Regions from separate parts of the Dromaius novaehollandiae genome. Here region 2 is linked to region 1. Evidence: chromatin contacts called from public Hi-C data. All regions are on one chromosome and are shown on one strand. Each heading gives the region's core, a stretch centred on a gene start, on an enhancer-like site or on the middle of the called end of the contact. The rest is flanking DNA. Distances are from core to core; before and after follow the strand shown. Region 1 overlaps LOC135327480 (a long non-coding RNA gene). Region 2 has its middle 28 kb from the start of SNX13.

Evidence for each region. Hi-C and Micro-C count contacts between places; a contact is called where the count stands out from the background.
Region 2: a contact with region 1 is called in a Hi-C map of ovary, with 4 times the contacts expected there. The contact joins two enhancer-like sites. A contact is called at or near these places in 3 of 4 Hi-C or Micro-C datasets (brain, liver and ovary).

The regions. Positions count from the first base shown.
Region 1 is chr2:41,777,593-41,783,105 of bDroNov1.hap1, forward strand. All of the region lies in intron 3 of LOC135327480 (a long non-coding RNA gene), which reads right to left. Among named protein-coding and RNA genes, the nearest start is that of HDAC9, 79 kb to the left of the region's middle. Within about 2 kb of position 2,054, at least 1 of the 2 cell types and tissues checked has open chromatin away from gene starts, as enhancers often do.
Region 2 is chr2:41,927,673-41,933,185 of bDroNov1.hap1, forward strand. No RefSeq gene overlaps it. Among named protein-coding and RNA genes, the nearest start is that of SNX13, 28 kb to the right of the region's middle. Within about 2 kb of position 2,534, at least 2 of the 2 cell types and tissues checked have open chromatin away from gene starts, as enhancers often do.

The sequences.
Region 1 (5,513 bases), core at 804-3,303:
CCAAATGCCATTTTGATGCTAGTGCTGTGCACCTTGAACTTTTGTTAGATTCGTAAGGGTAAAGGGAATTTTCTATTTGAAGAGCTACTTACTTTCAGTGGCTACTCTGATTAATAGATTAGAAGTACCAAAGGGTTTTGGTTCTCACCAGGGAAAGCATGGTGAGCTTTGTGTGCTGGCACCCAGGTTTGGCTTAGCTAGTTTGTTTATCAGTATATCCTCACTGCTGAGCAGTCATTTCTGAGGGGACTGTCCTACAGGCAGAGCCACTCCTGTAGCACAGTGTTTAGCACATTTCTTTTCATCTATAGATCTCCAGTGCATTAAACGTGTAAGCAAGCATTTATAGCCTCATTGTAAGTGAGCCTTGTCTCTGACTGTACAACAAATAAGCAAAGGTTTCACAGTGCTTTTATACATGCAACCCAGACAAGCAAAAGTACCTTTTGCTAATTCTCCCTAGGAGATCTTTCATTGGCCAAAACACTGGGGCCACTGGGTCTACACTGAGGCCTTTGTTGCCTTTCAAAAATGCTAAGTATCATCAGAGGCATAAGTTTCTAGGTATTTATAGGTCAAGACTTGAAAAGTTACTAACTTAGCATTTCTAAAAGATACAGACTGTCTGATTCAAACCATTAATTTCCTAAGTGAACACTTTCCAAAGGCTAGCACCTGCTAGCCCCTTCTAAAAGGAAATGCAGTCCTCATGCTAAACAGTAATTCATCTGTAAGTACAAATGGAAGTCTGCACTAAATACATGGCTTGCATATACACTGTACATATACAGTAAGTTTTACTGCTACACATGAATTTTTCAGAGCATGGCCTGTAACATTTCTCAAAGAGGAACTGTATGCTTCAACATCACTTGTATTCTTGATGGACAAAATGTGTGCATCAAATGTTGTAATTAGTCTAGATTCAGCAGGTTTCATTGTTAGAAAATAGATCACAGAGAAGATGGAGCTCCATTTATTTTGAGTGGTGAAATTTAAGCTATAATTGCCTAATTAAATTTCAAAGCACACTGACGAGTGTGATCAAACTCCATCTGAGTATTTACTAATACAAGCATGGAAATGACCCCTATGAGATCTGGCAACCTCATTAGTGATGAGCAATTAGGAAATAAAAAACTTTAAAAGCTTTAATAAACAGAGAGTGAACATTATGGTCAATCTCAACAGCTGTTGTGCTTTTAAAATTTATGAAAATTTTGAAGACTTAGTGTATGTTATAGTACATTTCCAACATACCCACAACCAATTCCTAAAACACAGTCTGAATTTTCTGAATTGAAACAAAAGGTCTTGAGAGAGACAAATGTAGCCCTTCCATTCCTTTTTGAGCAAAATATTTGAAATCAAAAGCATTCAATTTATGTTATTTAATGCAGCACCCTCTGATTTTATTTTACTTAGGCATTTCAGAAAGCACAAGTAAATTCAAGGACAAACTCAGTAAAAGGAATTAATGCTATAACAGCTAAATTTTATGTGTATTAAACACAGACGGGAATGCAAAATACAACATTAAATACCTCTGTTCCTGTTACAGGGCACAGAAAAATTAGCCACCTGAGAGGGTCAACCACAGAACTAGTGCAAAGAGCAAGAAACAGCATAAAGCTGGCTAACAGGAATCTAAGATAAACAGTGTCTGGGCCAGCTTGTCCAGTTCTTCACAATTAAAAAGATCAGCTTAACAGAATTTTAATTCCAAATACATGCACAAAAAAAATCCATGCTAGTCCTTCAACATACCAAACACCACAAAACACTCCTGAAAATATTTAAAGCAAATACCAGGTTTTTGACATACCTGACCATGAGCCTCAAAAGCAACAGTGTTTAGAAAGAGAAAGAGGGAGAGGAAGAGAGACCAGGGCACACGAGAGCAACCGCAGGAGTTGCCAGCATCCTCAGAGAGAAGGTGTCAGATGAAACAGGCCAGATGATCTTTGTAAATGAACACAGCTCTGTGCTGTACAGGAAGGAAAATGAACCACGTTCATTCCTAGGAAAATTCCTTCCAATCCAAAAGTCAAACCGCCAGTCTAAGCTGGACGTGCACTGAGGACTCACCCCCCAGGGGACTCTTTCCAGAATCCTGGCTTTTTCTCTCCTTCCTCGCTTTGACCGAGCAGGTCACTCAGATCAGCACGTCTACTTGACTGGGCCCCAAACCACCGCTGAGTTTCTGCATCTCATGATTTACACCACCAGTTCCCAACTAGTGAAACATAGCACAAAACCTAGGTATTAACCTCCCCACACCAGAGCTGACTCCACGCAGCATGCCAGCTAAGCTGGGCTTGTTCACTTAGGCTACCTAGCTGTGATACTGGAGGTGCGAAGGCTGCGATTGGCGGAATGAAGGTATAATAGACCCAGGGCAAGAAACACGAGGAGGCAACAGCAGTGCAGCCTAAAGGCAGCAAAAGACATACAAAGAAGAGGCATTGGTATGAGCATGGCCGGGGGGAGCTGCAGCAGTCGCAGGATGGGAGAGGCCAGGAGAAGGCCATGCCAGCAGCCAGATTCAAGTTTCCAGAAGCCTGTGAGAGCTCGTTTCACCTCCAGAGCTTTTACATGAGCAAGGAGCGGCTGCAGGCAGGGAAGTGGCTTTATATCACTTTTCGAACCATGGGCACTGTGGGTGGGTGGGTGGGTGGGTGTGGTTTTTTTTTTCTATTTGGGGCAGAGGGGTGGAGAATCCAGCCCGTAGCCTAGCAAGAGAGGCAAAAAAAATCCTGTCAATTATATTGGCCTGAAGACACTCCAAAAACTGTTTTTCCCCCTTATGCCTCTTCCTTTAAAAGCTCAAACGCAGCAGAACTCACTATAAATTATTCATTTGAATATGAGAAGATCCTTTGTTGTCCATTATTCATCCTTCCCTGCTGCTACGGAAATCAACTCAACAGTTTGTGACTGGGTGTGACTCCACCTGTCCCATTCGGAAACCTTTACTGACCTTCCTGCTATTTCTTTACAGCATGGCTGTCCTTTCAGCAGCACAGCTTTCCACCATCTTTAACTGACATATTTTTCCATATCTCTAACTGACATATTTTCTGAGAAGGAACAAAGCAATATTGTAAAAACAATCAACATTTACTACTTGCATTTCCCATCACTGCATCTTTGGTTTCCAGGAGCAAACCAGAAAGTGTCTTTATGTTCTGCTGTGTGATTTTCAGCAGTACTGCATTATTCTTCAGCAACTGTGAGAAGCTGTTGAAGTTCAGAAAAGGAAGAGTACCATACCATATAAAATGGCAAACGATGCCAGAGAGAAGACTAAAACACTACCAACTATACACACAGGACAGGAAATGTAGTATTAGACTATTATTTGCTTCATTTTAATCCCACCCTACTAAGAGCCTTTACAGGCTATTTATAGTTATAATTAAATGTGCTTGGTTTGTCAACATCCTCTACAATAATTCTAGTAACAATTTAATTACTAAAAACTCCTTTTGCTTTTATACCATTAACATCGGAGATTGATAACAAAAGCGCAGGATAATTAGATGGGGATATTTAAACCAAATAGAATTCATGCATTTATTACACACTTGGTTGACTGACTAAAATTAGGCAACTAATCTGAATATGAATGATGAAAAATAACAATGATGAAAAAAACAATTAAAAAACAATACAGAGATAAATGCAATGACTTTTCTCTTTTTAGCCCTAAGTGCCATTTCTATTCCTGATTATGAAAGCAGCCTAATCTGATTTCCTATTTGGTTTGTGGCTGCAGGCTGCCAGGAAAGCACATTGTTAATTGATCAGCAGAAAATATTTCATTTCTTTTCATTTATGTTTAGGCTTTGATCTTAATTTCTCTTGTGATTTCTGCCAGGATTGTTTGTCATACTTTAGAAAATCCATGAGCCACACAGGAGATGCTAAGCTTATATCCAGGCATTTGGTTATGAATAATCTTCCTATAGTCTAATTTACATAATTTTATTGTTTTGTGGATTCTTCCCATGCAGATACATTACTGCCAGTGCAACTGTACTTAAACTCATGTCAATGGAGTCTGCTTCTGAGAGTTATAGTTTGCATATAAAAATCTATTCTGAGCTGAAATATGGCATATATCACAAAGTAATGCCTCAGAGGAAATTCATTTCAAAGAATGTCAGGAGGAAGATCAGTTTGGCTATATTAACCTATTGGAATGCAAAATAAAAACAGAATATGGTGATTTCTAGAGCATTTCTTATAGCTTAAGACTCTGTTGTTTCGTTTAATTTTTAGCCTGGTACTGCATGCAGAATTCTGCCTTTGGGTCTGGGATGTTCAAGAATTATCAGTTGAAACAGGTAATTAATATCGTGTTTAGAAAGAGCAGTTTTCAGTGTCAAACAATGTACTGAGAAAAGATGTCAGCATCATTTATTAAATAATTGAGCTATTTTATGGAACTTTGTCCATTCTAAAAACCTGCTACTTTTCAGAGGTGCTAGCACCAGGAATACCTGTTAATGAGATTCTAATATCTAAAACATTATCAGCGTTGCAAGAATATTTTCTCATTTCATCGCCCAACACTGTAACTGAGAAAAGACCTTTAGATTCTGTTTATTATGTTACTATATGTTACTTTCTTCTGAATTACCTGCATGCCTCACAATCTTTGAAAGTGTTTACTGAATACCAGTAGGAAGCAGGAAGAACTGCTTTTTCAAATACAGAAGAGAAGCACAGGGAAGCTGAAGCCAGATACACAGGCCTCCCACCACTTAAAACACAAAAACCCTTTTGTTCTTCTGGAGTACATGATTTGGGCTCCGTAATTCTCAAACAGTCCTCAAAACACAGTCTTCTCCACTCTGAGAAGCTGGTTCAGGTTGATCCCAGGCCAACGCAGCCATTGGAAAGAGCAGGCATTAATGAAGGAGATCCCCACAACAGCTCCTTGAGAACCAACCAACCAGCCTTGCCTTCTTCCCACATCTTTACCAGTCTTCCAGATCCATAAATGTGTCTCAAGGCCAGCCCCGAGCCCAGGCAGCCAAACTCCAATAGGACAAAATACGCTTAGGGCCCTGACATTTATTACCACCTCAAAAGACTAAATAAAATACTTTGTCCCTTAACCTTGAAGATGCAGAGTTCAATTTTACTTGTGCTTTAATTGCTAACTTTGTTGCACATGCAGAAAAAAAAAGAGAAAGCTGAAAAAAGTATAAATGGTTTAAGTAATTCAGATATGATTGCAATTTGCATATTTACAGTATATAATTAAAATATTAAAAGGTAATTCCTAATATAGTAAGGATTATAATTTCCACTATAATCTCAGGTATATCCGCAAAGCATTATATGGACAAGCCTCCTTCTTGCCCTGCTACTGTGCTGATGCAACTAGCTTCCGAATGTTAGTGTGATGCCAAGCCTGAGTTAAATGTGACTTCTCAACGCAGCATATTAGTTCAGCACTGGCAAACTTGCTGCCAAAGTTTCTAAATACAGTTCCCACATCC
Region 2 (5,513 bases), core at 1,284-3,783, 150 kb after region 1:
TATGTTAAGTACAGGGGGAAAGAGGGAGACTTGTTTTTTTGATTTGAGTTGAATTTACATTTTTGACTATTTATTTCTGACTATGACAAATTCCCAATGTGCGTTCATATAGGAGGGTTAGGTCAGAGAGATCCCATATTAACACAAGATGAAATGTGGGGAAAAAGCAAGACAGATAAAAACCTAGAAGATTATTATAACTCACTTGGTAGTTACTTTAAAATTTAGCTTTTCCATTAAGATTTTTGCCTTTCTTAGTGAACCTCTATTAAAAAAAACAAAAAAACAAAAAACCACACACTGTTCTTCATGCAGTAATGAAAAAACTGCAAGTTCAGCTGTTGAACAAGTAGAGTTTGACATTGTTCTGAGGAGTCCTAGCAGTGATAAAACAAAAAAAAATTCAATTAATATTAATACATAGAGCAGTTATCACCTGTAACTAAATGCTTTACAGTGAGAGTGCATTAAACTGGAACAGCTTTGGGCCCCTTAAATTCTCTCTGAAGATAATAGCAGAGAAATCCAGCCCATGGTAATTCACTTTAAACTCATGCTTTCTGCTATGAGGATGAAGTTTCCTGGACCCTCCAGTGTAGACACCTGCCAAATTTGAAAAAGAACCACCTTGAGTTTGCACTCAACAACCTAAAGTAGCTGGTAGTTTTGTTCAGAACGTGTTTTTCTGAGGAAAAAATGAGGTAAAAATGTATACATCCATGGAAGAGAGCATTCATATAAGGGAGTTAGAGTGAATTTGAGTCAGGAAGAGATGGAAGAAGCCCTGGTTATGAGGTACTTTTGAGCCTGAAGTTTAGAATTTTAATACTTTCACTAAAAAAAAGTACAAGAACAGAAAAGGAGTAATCACCAAACCTCAGGAGAGCACAGTACTGTATGGAAAGCTTTTAAAAGCATTAGAACCAAACTTGCAAACCCTGAGAGTTCTCCTGTTATATAATACACCAGTATCAAGTGTCTGTAGCTCTCAATGTTCAGTAGGAAAAAGAGCAGGCTTCCCATGATCAAACTTTTAGTCCACTATGCCTGATATTCCCAGTTAGTTGCAATGAAAAAGAATGGGGATTTTGAAAAGAAAAAGATAATTCATGATCTCACATAATGAGGTAATGATAGAAAGAGATTGTATATCCTGCTTTGACTTCTATTGTCTTAATAAATAAGAAAAAGATAGGAAAGAAGAGTTTTAGTCAGAGTTGATGGAAGACTCATTTCTTCTTGGATGTCTTTTTCCTTAACTATGTTGTTTGAAGCAAAGTACATCCACCTGCTTTCTTAAGAAGTGATACATGTTTATAAAGAATAAGGAAAGATTACTTATATATATAATTTAAATAATGACACATTTTTGCTTAGCAAATACCTATGAAAACTGAGACATCACTGCTTCCTCACGTGTCTCCTCGTGTCCTGCCACTCTACCCCCACAGTGGCACTGTCAGAGTGCAACTCTGGGTCTCAGCAGCTTCTGTACAAAGCCCAGCAGCTTAAATGAAACCATCATGGGCAGCAGTTTAAGCAAGGGTGGCCAGGTATGCTCCAGTCGGCTGGCTGCTGAGGGCTGGGAACCTTCAGAGAAAGATGCTAACAGATAGGAATATCTGTAAACATCTGAACTGGATTTCTCAGGACGTGTATTTGGGAGAATATAGCATATTCTACAAATTCATCAGAATTTAGGCATCAAGCCCCCAGTGTTTGGTCTTCGGTGACTGCATACGTCTAACCAAGAGTTACAGAAACACTGGAAATTAAGACACTCCCAAGGTTAGATTACAGGTACCTAAAGTTAATAGTTTGGTGACCCATCTCTCTAGTCCATGTAGACTACATACAATCTCATATGCCTTTTTCAAATAGAATACCTAAGATGAAAACACATATTACTGTACAAAGGTATTTAACAGAGGATTTCCTTACTTTATTTAAGGCATTTAAATTGTGTGTGAGATAGATGTGACAATTTTCATGATCATCCACAGAGAGTTTCTATCTCATAAAATGAAAAATAGATCTGTAAATAGCTTGGACTAGTTCTTGTATTCTCTTGGTCCTTCCAGTAATCTATTATACTCCTCACACTCATCACACTAAATTCAGTTGGACAAGGATATTGGGTTAGATATGTATGAATAAAAACACAATACTGCATTTTGAAACTATAAATATGACTTCTTCAAAACTTAAATTAACTTCATAAGACTATTCAAGTTAAATATCAGACATCGTGTCTGTGGAAAGTCTGAACAGCAAAAAGTGTATTATGCAGCAGGACTGGGTGCAGTTGCAGTGGGGACAGGAGACAGTTCCTTAGACTCTCTGCTATACCCCCAAATGTCTAGCCGCTTTCAAAACTAAAATCTGAACAATACTGAACACCATTTAAAGTACATTAGGTAAGCCAGAAAATAACATTTAAGTCTGAGCTGGGGCCTTTTCCCAGTCCACTCTAAACCAAACAAACAGTTAGCATATGGTACACTGTGCATATGGATTAGATAGAGCATACACACATCTGTTCCCAACTCACTTACAGGTGCTGAAGTTAGTGAGCCTGATCTGGCCTGAATCACTCAGTGTTTTGTCACTGGCATCAGTTACAGCAGGATGGGGTTGTTCGCCAAAGTGTTTAAAAGCAAAATAAAAAAGTTTACACACTATTTCCTTCTCAATATTTTTAAATCCTTCTCTGTCCTTTACTTTCAAAGTATAGCAATTCGCACTTATCAACCCAACTTTGAACACTTTCTTTTAATCCTACCTCTTGCCTTCCTGTTCACTCTTCGTTATAAGCTCCATACTCTGGACTCCTTATTTTTCTCAGTTTTCATCTATTTAGATTATTTCCTGTGGTGAACCATACCATAGCAAGATTTTGATTATTTATACAGTAATTTCTGTGAAAATAGTGTTTAATCATCTGTAGCTTCACACACTAAAAAAGAACCAACCAAGCTGATCTATACCTTTTCCAGCTACCATATGTTCAGTGCTTGAAAATACGTCATACTGTGTATTCATTTCCCTCCCATTGTGAGTAAACAAAATCTGAAGCACTCAGTGATTTTTTTTTTCTGTCCAGAAGGGAGCATTATATCATCTAGTCTGATCTTTTCTATGTATCACAAAACACTTTCTATGACACAGTAGTCTCAGCCTAAATTTTATTTTGATTCATGTATTAAATATCTAGCTTAGATAGACCAGCATTTGGTCCACCAGCAATAACGGCTGGTGTTTTCTTTATAACAGGCTATGCCTTTCATATGTACATGCCTGCCTGTCTTTATGCCTTCTATTAATGTTTCACAATTTATAGTTTTACAAAGAAAATTTTATAACAAAATTTCTAGCTTATTTGGTTTTAAATTTTAGATTTTCCAACTGAAAATCACAGTTCTTGATCAATGCTGCATTTCAAATGTGTGTTCCCGAAGCATCACAGCACATCATTTGAGACTGTTATTGAAATTCTTCATATAGTTCAAATATACATAGGAGGAAAGGGAAAGTCTTTTATGAAAAGATTTCCTTATAAGTCCTAATATTCATAATGCTGTCCATTGACTCTCTTAGTTGTGAAGTATACTGCGAGTCTCAGAAACGACTTTCTGTTAATATGGAGGATGTGTATTCCTCTTCGTGAGCTTTCTTTGCATGTGTAATCCAACATCAATCTGCAAAATTAATCTTTGGAGAGCCCTGAGTAACCTGGTCTGACAACTTAGCTGACCCTGCTTTGAGCAGGAGGTCGGACTAGAACCCTCTTGGGTTCCCTTCTAGCCTGAATTATTCTATGGCCCTATGATTTTCTTCTCCACAGGAAAATATCTTTTCTACAGTCATCAGTCCACTGGTGCTTATGTTTATTTTTGTCTTATCAGGTCCATCTATGAAATCACATTGGTAGCAAACCTCCATGAGAATGAACCAATCACTGCAATTTGTGTGAAGGGTGGTGGAGGTCAGTATGGAAGATACTTGGCTTAGTACAGGCCTTCATTGACTTGTTTTGACTGTATAGCCCAGACGGGTTGTCCCTCTAAATACCTAACTGCATTTAGTGGTATCTGCAGTAAACCTGACCTCAGGAAGAAACTGGACTATAGCTTTCATCTACCATGTCAGTGTAGTAGTATTACTTTTCTAATGGTAAAATCCTCTAGGTGGTTGCACACAGGCTGTGAAGACTCTCCTCTTAAATCACTGCTGCCCTGCACAACCAGAGGGCACAGTGCAAAATTGAGAGCACTAAAATGGAGCTGAAAGACTGTTATTTTTTGCAATTCTAGTAATAGGAATTTGCCAATAACTTTTCAAAGTGCTTACATATTGGACCATTCCTAGTTGCTCCAACAGTTTGTCCATTTTTTGTATAATGAGTACCAAACTTAGGAACCTTAATAACCTGATCTGACAGAACCACACTTCCTTGACTCAATCCGGGATCAATGCAGTGACACTATACCATCACCTGGTGACTCTTCATTCACCCCTAAATTAATTTGGTATATAATTCCTCTGTATTGTGTCTCACATTTCTTTCTGAAGAACATGGGGATATCTTATCCTTAAAGAGGCAGCAGTTCTACAGAGCTCAGCAAGCATAGGTAGCCAGAACAGTTTGCTATGAACCCACAGTGTTGGTACAAACAGACTGTAGAAAGTAAGAAGAAACAGCTGCATTGCAACAGCAAATATTCCAGCAAAGGGCTTCAAAAATGGGTGCAAGTTGCTGAGGAGCATCAACCAACATCGAGCACTTGACATAGCAATAGCAAGAATACTAGAGATACATTCTTCAGTAGCTACTAACTAGTTTGACTCCAAATTTGGTGAAAGGGGAATTGGCAGAGGGAGTTTGAGGGGTCAGAATTGGGCCTTTCTCAGCCATCTCAGATTTATAGAAAAGAGTAACCTTCAGGAAAGCAAAATCTCTGAGTCATCCCCTCTGAAACGCATTTAGTTCAGTGACCTGACTCTGGGAAAGAATATATAAAAATCAGGATAGCTGTTATCACAGCTTGATTTACTTTTTCAGCCTTTATAATGTAATGCTAATCAAGATGCTGCTGCTGAAGCCTACATTTAATAAAAAATGATGGAATAAACTGCCACCTAGAGTTAAAGCCTTGATGTTAATACTGTGTTATGTGTACATTCAAGATAGACAACTCTAATAATACAATATTCAGGACCAAGTCAGCATAGTCTTTGAACACTAGCAAAGTGAGCAGAGAATTGCCAGGGATTACAAATTGAATCTATGTGCATAATTTCTTAACACATATTAATCTATTTAAAAATCACTGCAGAACTGGAGATCATTATTAGCATATGTTATTCTCACCCTCTTTGACAGGAATGTTCTAAATATAAGTGCGGATCAGTAGACAGAACTAGTATTATTGAAAACAAGGTGCCATTTTTTTATTTCTTGGCACTGTCACTTTCAGTCCATTGGGACTGCATACATGTATATATCAGCAAGT